3 separate regions of the Mus musculus genome follow, and all the other regions are linked to region 1. A link is a contact called in public Hi-C and promoter capture Hi-C data. All regions are on one chromosome and are shown on one strand. The core of a region is the stretch at or near the end of the contact, and the rest is flanking DNA. Distances in the headings are between cores, read along the strand shown. Region 1 holds the start of Pign (phosphatidylinositol glycan anchor biosynthesis, class N). Region 2 has its middle 15 kb from the start of Tnfrsf11a. Region 3 overlaps Tnfrsf11a (tumor necrosis factor receptor superfamily, member 11a, NFKB activator).

The links. Promoter capture Hi-C pulls out the DNA fragments that hold promoters and counts their contacts. Hi-C and Micro-C count contacts between places; a contact is called where the count stands out from the background.
Region 2: a Hi-C map of Sertoli cells shows a contact between it and region 1, with 1.8 times the contacts expected there. The contact joins the enhancer-like site here to the promoter of Pign in region 1. A contact is called at or near these places in 3 of 39 promoter capture datasets (embryonic stem cells, liver and neutrophils), 1 of 15 datasets of contacts at CTCF or cohesin (CD8 T cells), 2 of 484 Hi-C or Micro-C datasets (Sertoli cells and bone marrow-derived macrophages), 5 of 115 datasets of contacts at active chromatin or transcription factors (the SCID.adh cell line, bone marrow-derived macrophages, effector CD8 T cells and 2 more) and 4 of 9 other capture datasets (adipose tissue, liver, macrophages and 1 more).
Region 3: a promoter capture Hi-C map of trophoblast stem cells shows a contact between it and region 1, with 3 times the contacts expected there. The contact joins the enhancer-like site here to the promoter of Pign in region 1. A contact is called at or near these places in 13 of 39 promoter capture datasets (the C10 cell line, the HPC-7 cell line, embryonic stem cells and 8 more), 5 of 484 Hi-C or Micro-C datasets (the C10 cell line, Sertoli cells, Th1 cells and 2 more), 9 of 115 datasets of contacts at active chromatin or transcription factors (the SCID.adh cell line, bone marrow-derived dendritic cells, embryonic stem cells and 3 more) and 4 of 9 other capture datasets (adipose tissue, liver, macrophages and 1 more).

Annotation. Positions count from the first base shown.
Region 1 is chr1:105,662,342-105,666,273 of GRCm38.p6, forward strand. It overlaps Pign (phosphatidylinositol glycan anchor biosynthesis, class N), which reads right to left and starts at 1,335. Exons shown (of 31, transcript NM_013784.3): 1 at 1,159-1,335. It overlaps Relch (RAB11 binding and LisH domain, coiled-coil and HEAT repeat containing), which reads left to right and starts at 1,520. Exons shown (of 29, transcript NM_173187.4): 1 at 1,520-2,292. The coding sequence starts at 1,767.
Region 2 is chr1:105,764,095-105,768,225 of GRCm38.p6, forward strand. It overlaps the pseudogene Gm10193. Among named protein-coding and RNA genes, the nearest start is that of Tnfrsf11a, 15 kb to the right of the region's middle. Within about 2 kb of position 1,772, at least 7 of the 459 cell types and tissues checked have an H3K27ac peak or open chromatin away from gene starts, as enhancers often do. A contact at or near this core is called in the SCID.adh cell line and Sertoli cells, where this site is marked.
Region 3 is chr1:105,782,520-105,786,737 of GRCm38.p6, forward strand. All of the region lies in intron 1 of Tnfrsf11a (tumor necrosis factor receptor superfamily, member 11a, NFKB activator), which reads left to right. Among named protein-coding and RNA genes, the nearest start is that of Tnfrsf11a, 3.9 kb to the left of the region's middle. Within about 2 kb of position 2,317, at least 23 of the 459 cell types and tissues checked have an H3K27ac peak or open chromatin away from gene starts, as enhancers often do. A contact at or near this core is called in the SCID.adh cell line, bone marrow-derived dendritic cells, intestinal villus epithelium and 1 more, where this site is marked.

The sequences.
Region 1 (3,932 bases), core at 85-2,584:
TAACATACTTTAAAAGCTCCTGTTAAAAAGCCCAAATAATAACTATATAGTAATACCAACCAAAGAAAGCATTTCAGAGCCTCATTCAAATGAAATTTTAGTTTCCTGTGAGACTGATTAAACTGAAATTAAAACCTACACTTAACTGCTGGGATACTTTACATGTAAACCGGTAACCAGACCTGAGGTCATATAACAATGCTCTATTTTTATTTTCCACAAAGATAAAGGAGATACTTCATTATATATATCAGAGCAGATGGTTAGCACTGTTGGCTATTTATTTTGTTGTCTGTTAGGACCTGGTGTTAATAAGAACTTAATTCTAAAACCAGGAAAAAGTGGCATTCTATGTTTAACAAAATAGAAGATATGAGGGCTAGGAGTCTAATAGCGACAGGGAAACTTCTTATCACCTCAAACTACAATCAAGGAATAGCATAAAGGATAAATGATATTCCAAACCTACGAGTATAGTTATGTGCTAAATGTTTCATAAAGGCCATCAAATCTCTCTACAGAGTACAATTTTTTAAATCGCTAAAATTTGATTGATCCATAAAGAAAACCTCGATTCTAGCCTAAATGGACTTAGCAAGGTTTCAGGGGATTGTGGAAAAGAATGGTTTTGGACAAAAGATAGGTGATACTTGTTCCAACGAATGTGTCCTAGTGCAGTGGACATGACCAGGCCACTGAAGCGGCCCAGACAACTTAGTTGTACTGAAGAGATAGCGCTGATAGTTTGAAAAGTTCCTTTGATGTAAAGTGTATGTTAATTTCCATGGGTTTACATATTACTTAGTTTGTCGTCCAAGACCAGGCTGTTCACAGATGAGTGTAAAGGCATCTCGAAACTCAAATGTTGCAACTTCCGTCCAGGCTCTATCTGCACCCTTCAGCTTTCTAAGTCCTATTCCCGGACGGAGGGGGCGGGAAGGCGCCCTCCTTAACCACAAGGAGGCCATGCCGTCGCCAGATCTCCAGGGGAGAGAGCAGATGGCTGGGAAACTAGGGAAGAGCAAAGAAGCCAGATTCTGACCGCTGCTCAGAGCACTTGCTATCTGGGCGGTGACAGCAAACAGCGACAAAAAACTGAAGCGTGAAGGGAGAAGCGGGCGTGGGAACACCTTAAGTGCAAGGGTCCCGGGACTTTACCTGAGAACTATCCGGCTCAGGCCCAGTCTTGGGAACGGGACCTCCTCAGAACGAAGGCAGGACCCAGGGCGGTGAAAGATGTCGGGAGGGTTCCCTTCAACCCTCAAAAACCACAGCCAAATCGTACCCCTCAGCGACCTCCACCTCTACTGCTCCAGGGAACGCCCCCAACCTGCCCCAGGCCTTCGCTGCTCTCGCGATAACTCTCTGGCCAGGTCCTGTAACTCCAGCCAATCCTCGAGAGCTTGTGGGCGGGGTCTTATGTTTGAGCCTGGAGCGGTTCCTTCGATCTTGCCACTCCAAGGCCAGAGGTGGGTGGGGCTGAGGCGGGGACGGGGCGGGGCGAAGATGGGACCAAGCCAGTTCTCGCGAGACTAGGGACCAGGAAGACGCCTGCAGAGTCGGCTACTGGTGCAGCAGCGGCTGAGACGGGAGGTGCTGCTGCATACCGGGCTCCTGCCTCCCAGTCCGGCCTAGGCTCTAGGTGAGGAGAGGTGCGGTCGGCCTGGGCTGCCTAGGTGGTCGGCGGCTCTCGGGACCTAACGGGGATTCAGGCTGAGGGCCTGTCGGGCCAAGCAGGGAAGCACCCACATTCCTGACAGAATAAGATGGCGGCGATGGCGCCCGGAGGTGGTGGCAGTGGTAGCGGAGTAAATCCTTTCCTCAGTGATTCGGATGAGGACGACGACGAGGTAGCGGCAACCGAGGACCGGCGGGCAGGACTTCGGCTGGGTGCCGGGGTCGGCCTAGATCCTGGTTCTGCAGGCTCCCTGTCGCCACAGGACCCCATGGCCCTGGGAAGCAGCGCGCGGCCGGGGCTCGCTGTGGAGATGTCCGCCGCCCCGGCGGCTCCGGGGGGCAGCGGGGAGACCCCTGCCCGATTGTCAATCGATGCCATCGCCGCTCAGCTGTTGCGCGATCAATACTTGCTGACCGCCCTGGAGCTGCACACCGAGCTGTTGGAGAGCGGCCGCGAGCTACCACGACTGCGCGATTACTTCTCCAATCCTGGCAACTTCGAGAGGCAGAGTGGGACCCCCCCAGGGATGGGGGCGCCCGGGATCCCTGGCGCCTCCATCGTCGGAGGCGCTGGAGGTCGGGAACCGAGTACGACGTCGGGCGGAGGACAGCTCAGTAAGTAGGCGTCGCCTGTCACACCTGCAGATGGGGGATTAGAGTTGGAGTGCAGCTGAAGGGGATTGTGGGCGGGTACTGAGTCTAGGGTCGTCTTGAGAAGGGAGAGTATGTTGAGTGAGATGCGAGGTGTCCTGTGTACTGCAAACAGAAAGATCCTGCTGTAGCTCTTCTTTGCATTGGTTTCCGATCTTTGGCAGGTGTTGTACAGCTCCTGGCTCCCCGTTGGTGTTGGGACCTATAACATCAGGGTTTCCAGTTTATTGAGTATTATGGCACTCTAGAAAGCTTCCTTATTGCCTGGGCATTTTTCTCTAGGCAGTTTTCCTTTTTTCCCCAGGCTGTTGAATCACACTACGAGGAAATAAAATGTTTCTTAGTAATTCTTTGACTCAAGAAAAAGAACAAACAGGAAATGTCAGCCCTCTGTACTGAAGTTCAATCCACTGAAGATCTTTTGTCTTTGCTTTTCCATTATTTTGTATCATTAATATATGCTAATAAAAAGAAGGAAATGAGATGTGTCTGCTTCATAGAATGTTTTCTGTTTGAAATCAGTTTCACTACCCCAATTTCAATAGTATTCCGTATACAGGAAAGCTGTGGAACAAACAGACCAAGGATCTTTTACCAGCTTTCTTTTCAACATAGCACTGGGAAGGATTGTTTTTCTCTGAATAAGTGACTCTCACTTATTTTCTTTTTTTTTCTTTCTTTCTTTTCTTGCTACAATCATTCATTTTTAGCAGAGTAATCACTGGCCTAGTCATTATTTATATATAAGCTTTAATGAGAATTCTCACTGTCATCTTTAAGAGGCATCAAATTTTTCCATACTAATGCTAATACTTTGGTTCTGTGAACCCAACTGGAATTTACTAATAAATAAGCCTGATTGATTTCTAAATGTCTATACTTTTGCATGATACCAGAGGCTTGAAGTTGCTAAAGTTTGATGTCATAACACTGGGAAGGGTGAATTCTCTATCAGAGTAATCCTAAGCACATTTCCTTCTTTTATAATGTCTAAATTATCTAACATTGTCACCTGACAAACTATCTCACTGGGACTCAAATTTTCACTTATTTTATATATATATTACTTTATGTACATCCCAGACTTAGTTGTTTTTGGGGGGGGGGGGGGGAAGATGAGACAGGGTTTCCCTGTATAGCCCTGGCTGTCCTGGAACTCACTTTTGTAGACCAGGCTGGCCTTGAACTCAGAAATCCACCTGCCTCTGCCTCCGCCTCCCAAGTGCTGGGATCAAAGGCGTGCGCCACCACCGCCTGGCCCAGACTTAGTTTTAACCTACATCATAGCCTTTAGGGTTTCTTTGGTTTTTTTGTTTGTTTGGTTTTTGTATTTGATTCGTTTTAGTTATTAGCTTGGAGTTCTTGCCGCTCTCTCATTTTTCAGAAATGAGGGGGAGTGTTGACGGCATGACTACTAACTGGGAAATGAAGACTTTTTATATTTTTTATATTTTATCATTTAAGTGGCAGATCTAATATTTGAACCTAGATCTCTATCATAATATTGATTTTTACCACAGCTATATATTATGTCTGCTTCAGGACACAACTGAGCAAAAGTTAAGTTTTTTTTTCAGTATATGATCAAGTGAAGTAATCAGAGT
Region 2 (4,131 bases), core at 522-3,021, 100 kb after region 1:
AAAAGTTAAGGAAGAAAGAACAATGGCTGGGCAGTTGGTAGTATACACCTTTAATCCTAGCACTGGGGAGGCAGAGGCAGGGAGACCTCTGAGTTCAAGGGATATGCAGAAAAACCCCATCTCAAAAACAAAGCAGGACAGGCCTGCCTCGGGCTCGGGCACAGAGGGCGCCCGCTGCGGTGGGTGTGCGAGGCCCGGGCTGTTGTGCTCTGGGCTCTGCTTGGTCCTTCCTCTGCGGGTGACGGAGGCCTGAAGTGGTGCAGGACTCGACCCTTCCTTCCCTACTCGTCCTGCCCAGCTCTTCTCGCACTGCGCGGTCTCTCGGACGCCAGACAGGCCCGGCCCGGATATGGCTTGTGGACAGCAGAAGATTCAGTCTCAGCAGAAAAATGCCAAAAAGCAGGCTGGACAAAAGAAGAAACAAGGACATGACCAAAAGGCTGCTGCCAAAGCTGCCTTAATATATACCTGCACCGTCTGTAAGACACAAATGCCAGACCCCAAGACCTTCAAGCAGCACTTTGAGAGCAAGCACCCTAAGACTCCACTTCCTCCAGAATTGGCTGATGTTCAGGCATAAAGTTGTTTACAGGTGACTTCATGACACCTTTGATACTGTCTCAGACCTTAGGTAATAAACCTGCAGCTGCTTTTTTAAATAAACTGTTGAACAGTTTGTTTATTGTTTACAAACAATAAAGGGGCTACAGAACCACTCGTTTTTATGCTTTCCCTTTGGGCTTCATGCAAAGACAATTCTGTGTAAATGTACAGTTGACTCTGATGTTGAAATATGAAAAAATCAGTCCATTCTTCTTATAAAATTTTTTTACAATTGTAATTATATTGATGTTCATATTGTGTAAATAACTCATTTAATAAAGTAGTGCTTTGATTTTACAACACCGCAGGATAAATGGTTCTAGAAATTGTTCTAACTTTCCTTATTATTTGCCTTATAAAAATGAATTGATCAGCTAGTGTTGCAAGAGCAGTTCTCTCCCTTTCTCAGCTCAGTGGCAGGTTTGTTAAACTAGAGCAGACTCATTCATTAAATCATGCGCATGATTCTATTGGCAGCTGATGCGGTTAAAGAATGGCTGATCTGCTTCCGTGTATTCACAGCTACACACCATTCCCCACTTCGGATCATTTCCTGTGTGTCTATCTGGGAGTCATTGTAGATGACAGATTCAATTCATACAATTGGTAGAGTTGCCAGTGAACCCTTCTGGACAATGTGTGAGGGAACAAGTGTGACCTATAAAGGCCTGTGTCTTTGCAAATTGTTCAAATTCTTCCATTTGAAATTGAACTATAATTTTTGAAAGATTTTGAAAGTTATCTAGCTAATTGTATGAGTGAATTTTTACATTTAACAAGAATAGAATGATTTGTTTCAGATTAATTCGCAGAACATTCTTTGTCTTTCAAATCAAACTCTAATTTTAGAGCCTTAGTGCTGGCTCCTGAAATCAAAGGCTGTCTAGTCTGACTTCCACCTGACCGAGCAGAGCATTGTAGGATAAGGTAAAGTCTGCCGGTGAAGGAAGACTAACTAGTTCTGCTGGTGTAGGTTACAAGCAAGTCTGCTGGAACTCAGCTTAAGTTTGGATGGTGACGTAATACTGACAGCTGCTTAGAGCTGTGGCCCTGACCTGTGGATAACAAACGGATCCCTCGTGATGTAGCCTGGGCAGTTAGTGAACAGCTTAGCATACTCTGAGCACCTGGCTCATGCGGCTGTGTTTGAAGGAAGGCGACTCCAGGGACAGTCTAGTGCTTGTAGTCTGCACAGCAGCCCTGTCCCCAGCCTCCCTCGCAGAAGTACAGTCCCTCTATTTAATTCCCTGCCTCTCACACTTGGTATCCACTCTTGCTACAATGTTGCTGACTAGAGTTAGTTACAATGTTGCTGACTAGAGTTTTCTTGTGGATCTTACGTTCTAGTTCAATGGCAATGTTAGAGCTTCTGAAAGTGCTCTATGCAGATGTGCGGTTTCTTTTAGTGACAAACTGGTTATTCAGCGCCTGATCGCAATTTTTGATTTAAATCTTTTTGTTTGTTTCACTGTCGTAATTCAGAATAGAACATTTTCAGTCTTGTACTTAACTGTTTTCTGAGCAGCTGAAGACACCGTATTTCACTCTGTATCTCAGTGATAGGGAGTAGGTGATGGCTCTTCACTCTGAGCGTGGGGATTGCCAGCACGGTCCTGCCCTGTGCTGCAGTTAAACCTGCTGTAAGGAGGAAACGACAACTCGAGCATCTGTAATTTAGTGTGCAGAGTCTCCTAACAGACGAGTTTGTTTAAAAACTGTTTGCTGTCTTCAAAGGTGATATAAAATAGCAAGAGGGGACTGATCTGTTTGTACTCTGTATGTTGTCAAAAGGAATGGGGTTCACATTAAACTTGTTTCCATTGTCATCCCCATGTTTAGCTGACACACTTGAGCCCTCACGTGTGCTGTAATGTCGTATTAAAGAAGATGTTAAAGAAAAAAAAAAAAAAAAAAACCAAAGCAGGTTGGGGGTGGCGGTGGGAAGAACAATGGGAACCTGAAAATATTTTATTAATAATAAAAAATTCAAATACATCAAAGCTTAGAAGATAGAGTTAACACCATACTATGATAAAATACACATGTAGTTTTAAATGTATCAGTTACAAAGTATGAATGGCTCAAAATCACCTGTGACCTCAAGACATTTGAGAAAGAGGAGTAGTTAATGGATCAGAAAACCAAAGTTCCCAGTAGAAATTAACAAAGCTGGAAGCTTGTTATTTGTCAGGACTAACAAATTTGATAAAGCCCCAGCAAAGCATAAAAAAGGAGAAGGCATAAATTTTGAATAGTAGAAGTGAAATGTTTCTATAAACCTTAAAATATATGAAATATTATGAGTGAACTCATAATGATGGATTAAAAGGTTTAGAAGGAATAAATATATTTCTGTTTGTTTAAAAAAAAAAAACTCTTACTGAAACCAACACAAGGAGAAATAGAAGATCAAAGTATTATTTTATCTATTTAAAACTGGACTCTTATTTTAAAAATCACACCACAAACAAACAAACAGAAAATGCACCACTGTCTAGAAGGCTTTATTGGTGAATTCTACCAGAGAGATGAGAGGTGAGAAGTATCATCCTTAAAATCCCCTTCACACATCCTTTGTTCCACAGGTGAGCTCTAGATGGTCAGCTAGCTTGTGGGCTAAGGACAAACAACTCCGCAAGCCCATGTTGTACCCAGCATGTAGCAAGGTAAATCAACTTCACTGTGTTGAGTTTATTCAAGAGACTGTGTCAATTTCACTTTGACCATATTAATCATATTTTACCATATTAACAGAATATACATGGTTTTAACAAAAAATACTTTAAAAAATTTTAAAAATCTATGAAAAAATAAAAACCTTAGCAAACAGACGAGACTTTTCTTATTACAGTCAGGATTATTTCCAAACACCAATAGTAAGCTTAATACTTACAGGAACAATGTGGAAGTCGGGAGGGAATTAAAAGGCTAGGGTGGTTACTCAGTTAATAAAATGCTTGCCTTGTGTAGACAAGAGCCTGAGTTTGGTCCCCAGGACCCACATGAAAACATTGGATCTGATGCTGTGTGCTTGTCATCCCTTTGCTGCAAGGTGGAGACAGGCAGATCTCAGACTGGGACTGACCAGACAGCCTAGCCTACTTGTGGATTACAGGCAGGTAAGATGTTCTGTCAGAGTGTCCTCTGGCCTCACACTCACCCCTTATATGCATGAACTGGCATAGTATGCACTTCTGCACAAAGGAATCAGGGTACCTCATGCTCTACTCTTTTTTATGTTATTTTTTTTTAAGATAGGGTTTCTCCGTGTATCCCTTGTCTACACTCAACTTGTATACAAGGCTGTCCTCAAAATCACAGAGATCTGCCTCTCTCTGCCTCTCTCTGCCTCTCTCTGCCTCTCTCTGCCTCTCTCTGCCTCTCTCTGCCTCTCTCTGCCTCTCTCTGCCTCTCTCTGCCTCTCTCTGCCTCTCTGACTCTCTGACTCTCTGACTCTCTGCCTCTCTGCCCCTGCCTCCTGAGTGCTGACATTAAAGGCATGCACCACCACTCCCAGCTTATGCTCTA
Region 3 (4,218 bases), core at 1,067-3,566, 120 kb after region 1:
TGTGCAGGCATGTGCTGGGTGTGTTCTTGGCTGTGCTGGGTATGGGACCAGGGGCTGGTCTGCGAGGACCAGGGGCTGGTCTGCGAAGACCAGCATCTCACCACTAAGCTACATCCTCCACCTCCTCCTATGGTTTCCTCAGCTCAGGGCAAGTGTGTGTGCTTGTTATGCTATCTTATTTAGTGAGCAGTAACCCAAAACAGTTGCTGCATGTTCAGCATAGTCACAGATTTTAAGTTGTATCTTTGATCAGCAGTTGATTGAATTGTGTGCAGAATTCGTGGGCACAGTGAACTGACTGTATGTGGCTTAAGTTGATCTCTCAGATCATCCCGTCCCTACCTTCTTTTTCTCTTCTGCTTTTCTTTGAGGCATTTTAATTACATACATTTTTTATTTGTAACTATATATATATATATATATATGTACAAATATGTATATATGTACATGTATATATTTTAAAACTATTGTGAGCTGTGGGCTAGAGAGCAGACTCATGGCCGTTCTTGCCTGTGGGTGTACCTCCTTGGAGGTCGAATGACCCTTTCACAGGGATCATACATCAAGTATCCTGCATATCAGATATTTCAATTACAATGTATGACATTAGCAAAATTACAGTTATGAAGTAGTAATGAAAATCATTTTATGGGTGGGGAAGGTCACCAAAACATGAGGCACTACATCAAAGGGTTGAGCCATGAGGAAGGATGAGAAACACTGGCTCAGGGGATAATTCGCCTGGAAGCCAGCTCTACCCCCAGCCTTGTGGGTCTGAGGATGAAGCTCCATTCAGAAAGCACGGTGGTAGGTGTGTTTGCCTGATGAGCCATTTCACCTCCCAGTAAGTTTATTGTTCCTCAGTAAGCTTACTGGGAATATGTGCTACTAAAACGCAAATTATTTAGAGGACATTACACCATGAAGATTCACTCTGAGCATTAGTTATATGCATATGAACCATATGCAGACTTCTGCATAGATCATTTCCACTTAGGTGACCAACCCTGAGTGCTCTCGGGAGGCCTTGTTTGTGTCCAGTGGAAGGCCATGCTCTCTTATATCTGTCTTCCCATAATTTCAACTGAATTTGTTTTCAGAGCTAATGAAAATATGCTTTTAAAATGTCTTAAGCCTTATGTTGATAGTTCAGTTGCACAGTTGTCCCTGAGATAACTATGCGTACACATACCAGGTTACCTAAGACCTTGGGGCTGATTCCCTCGATGGCCATTTACAGAGTGTAAAACATGCCATTAAGAAACCGCACAGCCAGGCGTGGTGGCGCACGCCTTTAATCCCAGCACTTGGTAGGCAGAGACAGGTGGATTTCTGAGTTCAAGGCCAGCCTGGTCTACAGAGTGAGTTCCAGGACAGCCAGGGCTATACAGAGAAACCCTGTCTAGAAAAAACAAAAACAAAAACAAAAACAAAAACAAAAAAAACCGAGCAAATGTGTAATTGGATCTGCCCAGGTTATAGTCTAAAGGCAGAGACAATGGGAGAAGCTGTACCGGTCATAAAGAAGTGTGTGATAAGAAAAGCACATTGGAGAGGGAGGAGGGAGGAGGGAGGAGGGAGGAGGGAGGAGGGAGGAGGGAGGAGGGAGGAGGGAGGAGGGAGGAGGGAGGAGGGAGGAGGGAGGAGGGAGGAGGGAGGAGGGAGGAGGGAGAGGGCGTGCTTTGGGAAGAAGAGTTTTCTCAAGTAGTCTTTGAAGGATGGGGAGATCAAGCTTCAGAGAAGAAGTGATCCAAGAGGTGGGTCAGGAAGAAAGCTTTCTAGGTCAAGGGGATGGTGCGTGTGGTTTAGACATAAAGGGATCTTGCCAATGAGAAACCACCAGTGTTTATGACCTTACAGATTAGCACAAGGCCCTGAATTCAGGAAACGCACCAAACAGATGAGGCATTAAACCTTTACAGTTTTGAGATAACTCAGACACAGCCTTTATTGAGGTGGTAAGGCAGGCTATAAAGAAGGAGGCTCTGGAAAAGCCTATGGGGCCCCTTCCAAGGAAATCCCCTAGGCCGTGGCTACATTTGAGCTTTGTGCCTCACTGCCTCATTTTAGTTGGGAGACCTGTGTATGGATTAGCTTTTTGTTTATGAACATGGACACACAGTTATGAGCTTTCAGATGTTGGGTTGCTGGGACTTAAGATGTCTCTCCTCTTGCTTCCTTTGGCCTCTGGGACTGTGATAGAAGCATTGTCAGTCAGGGACTGTGAGCTTGCTTTTTCGTTATCTACCCTGCAGTTGTTCTTACACCAGGAAAAAGGTAACAATGGACTCTCTGAAGGTCAATAAATCACTGTTTTATGAAGCCCTGGAAAGGGGAGTTCCAGGCTCAGCTCTCTCTAGAGAGGGCTGTTTTGAGAAGGTGTAGAGTGAACTTTATCTGCCGTGGAAGTATCAGAAAAAAGTCCCTTGTTGAATTTTCTTATTTTTGGAGTGCAGAGGGGGAAAGTGAGCAATTTTCCCACCTTAGGTGTTTGATGGATTCTAGGAATGTCTGTGCGTTTCCCCTGTAATGAAAGTCTGTGCATGCCCCAATAGTCATTATCCAGCTATTTCAGACTTGGCATCTCCTCCTGACCCTGCAAGAGCTGGTGGCTTCTCTTCCTGCAGCTTCCTGTTCTTCACCTACAAGGGCATCCGGCTGCCCGTAAGTCCCTAACTTTACCACTGTGTGCCCCTGACTAAGGGAAGGGCTTCTCACCTAGGCAGTTTTTCCTTCTGCAGCTGCGCCCTTGCCCAAGTTTACTGTGGGCTTCTGTCTGGGTGCTTGAGTATCCACAGCTAGAAAGACAGGTTAAGTTTAGCTCATACTGTTTGCCAGCAAACACTGAGGCCAGAGGAACCAGGAAGGAGCTGTGGGCTTCTGCCAACAGGCTTGGTCCCTCCGAAGTTGGTCAGGTGCTTTGAAGTTGGAAGTCCTGTGGGTATTTTCTGTCCTGATTCTGAGAGATGAATGAGGTGTGTTTCCTGCCAGTGTTCCCTTCCAGGCCCTATCCCCTCCCCCACCCCCATTCTTCACCTCTACCCCTCCCCACCTCCCACTCCCAATGCTCCCAGTCTACCTCTGTCACCAGAAGACTGGCTGATATTGCTGTTCTCACAGCAGCATGTTCCATTCTGTCTGAGAAGCGACCAAAGACCCCCCCCCCCCCCCCCCAGCGAGCATGTGGAAACACATTCTTTTCAGCTGCCTGATGACAACTTTATATCTGCTTTTGTTCTGGGGGCTGCTACGATGCACGGGCATTCCGCTATGAGCAGGGAAGGGAAATGTGTTAAATGCACACATTTAATATATCAAGATCAACACCCCCTACCACTTAGACACTATAACAGGCTAAAGGAAACAGACTTGAAAGACAAAGCCTCCTTAGGAGACCAGAAGTGTAGTCGTGTGAAGACAGTGGAATATTTTCAGGGTGGAGCATCCCAACCCAAAGTGAATGCTAGGGAAGAGAGGTGGCCGCTGAGTCTGTCTTCTGGGGTAACGGAAGGAGGCTCATTGGTGTTGTGTTTTCTGGAACTCTAGAGGCCAGCATTCCTGGATTCAAGGGTGTTAGACAGTGAGAGAAGGCATGAGGCAGCCCTCTAGGCTTTAGGTGCAAGCAGAATGGTTCAGATATAATCTTGCTACTTGTGATCTGGAGAGAGACCTGACCAGATTTGGGTGTCAAGGGGAGGGGTAGCAGGGTTGGTGTGGGCCAGCAAAGAGGCCTCTGCCTTGGCTCGAGGAAGAGCTAGAGAAGGCTCAAATCAGGTCAGGGCAATGGTGAGAGAGTTGAGTGTAGGGGAGATTTTAGAGCTGCTAGCTCTGCCTGTGGTGCAGGTGGCAAAAGATGCTCTCAGACTTACTAAGACAGCAAGCAAGCAGAAGGCAGAGGCTAGGCAAACAACCTAAGTACTTTGGCAACTTAGAAGTACTTGATACAAACCAAAGCATTTTCAGGTTCATGTGAAATTGAACTTTCCTTTAAAAAAAAAAAAAGGTGACATTTAAAGTGTTGAGGTGTTGTATTCAACCTAGAACTGAGGTTCCCCAGTAAACATCTAAAGACCCAAGAACTAGCTGGGTGCATATGTGTGTTCTGGAATCTACAGAGCCATATCCTGCCCTAGGGGTGTCTTAGGATGAGATAGGCAGGATGAAGACCCCACTGTGAAAAGAAGAGACAAGATAGGCAGAGAGTGATCTCCCGATGGC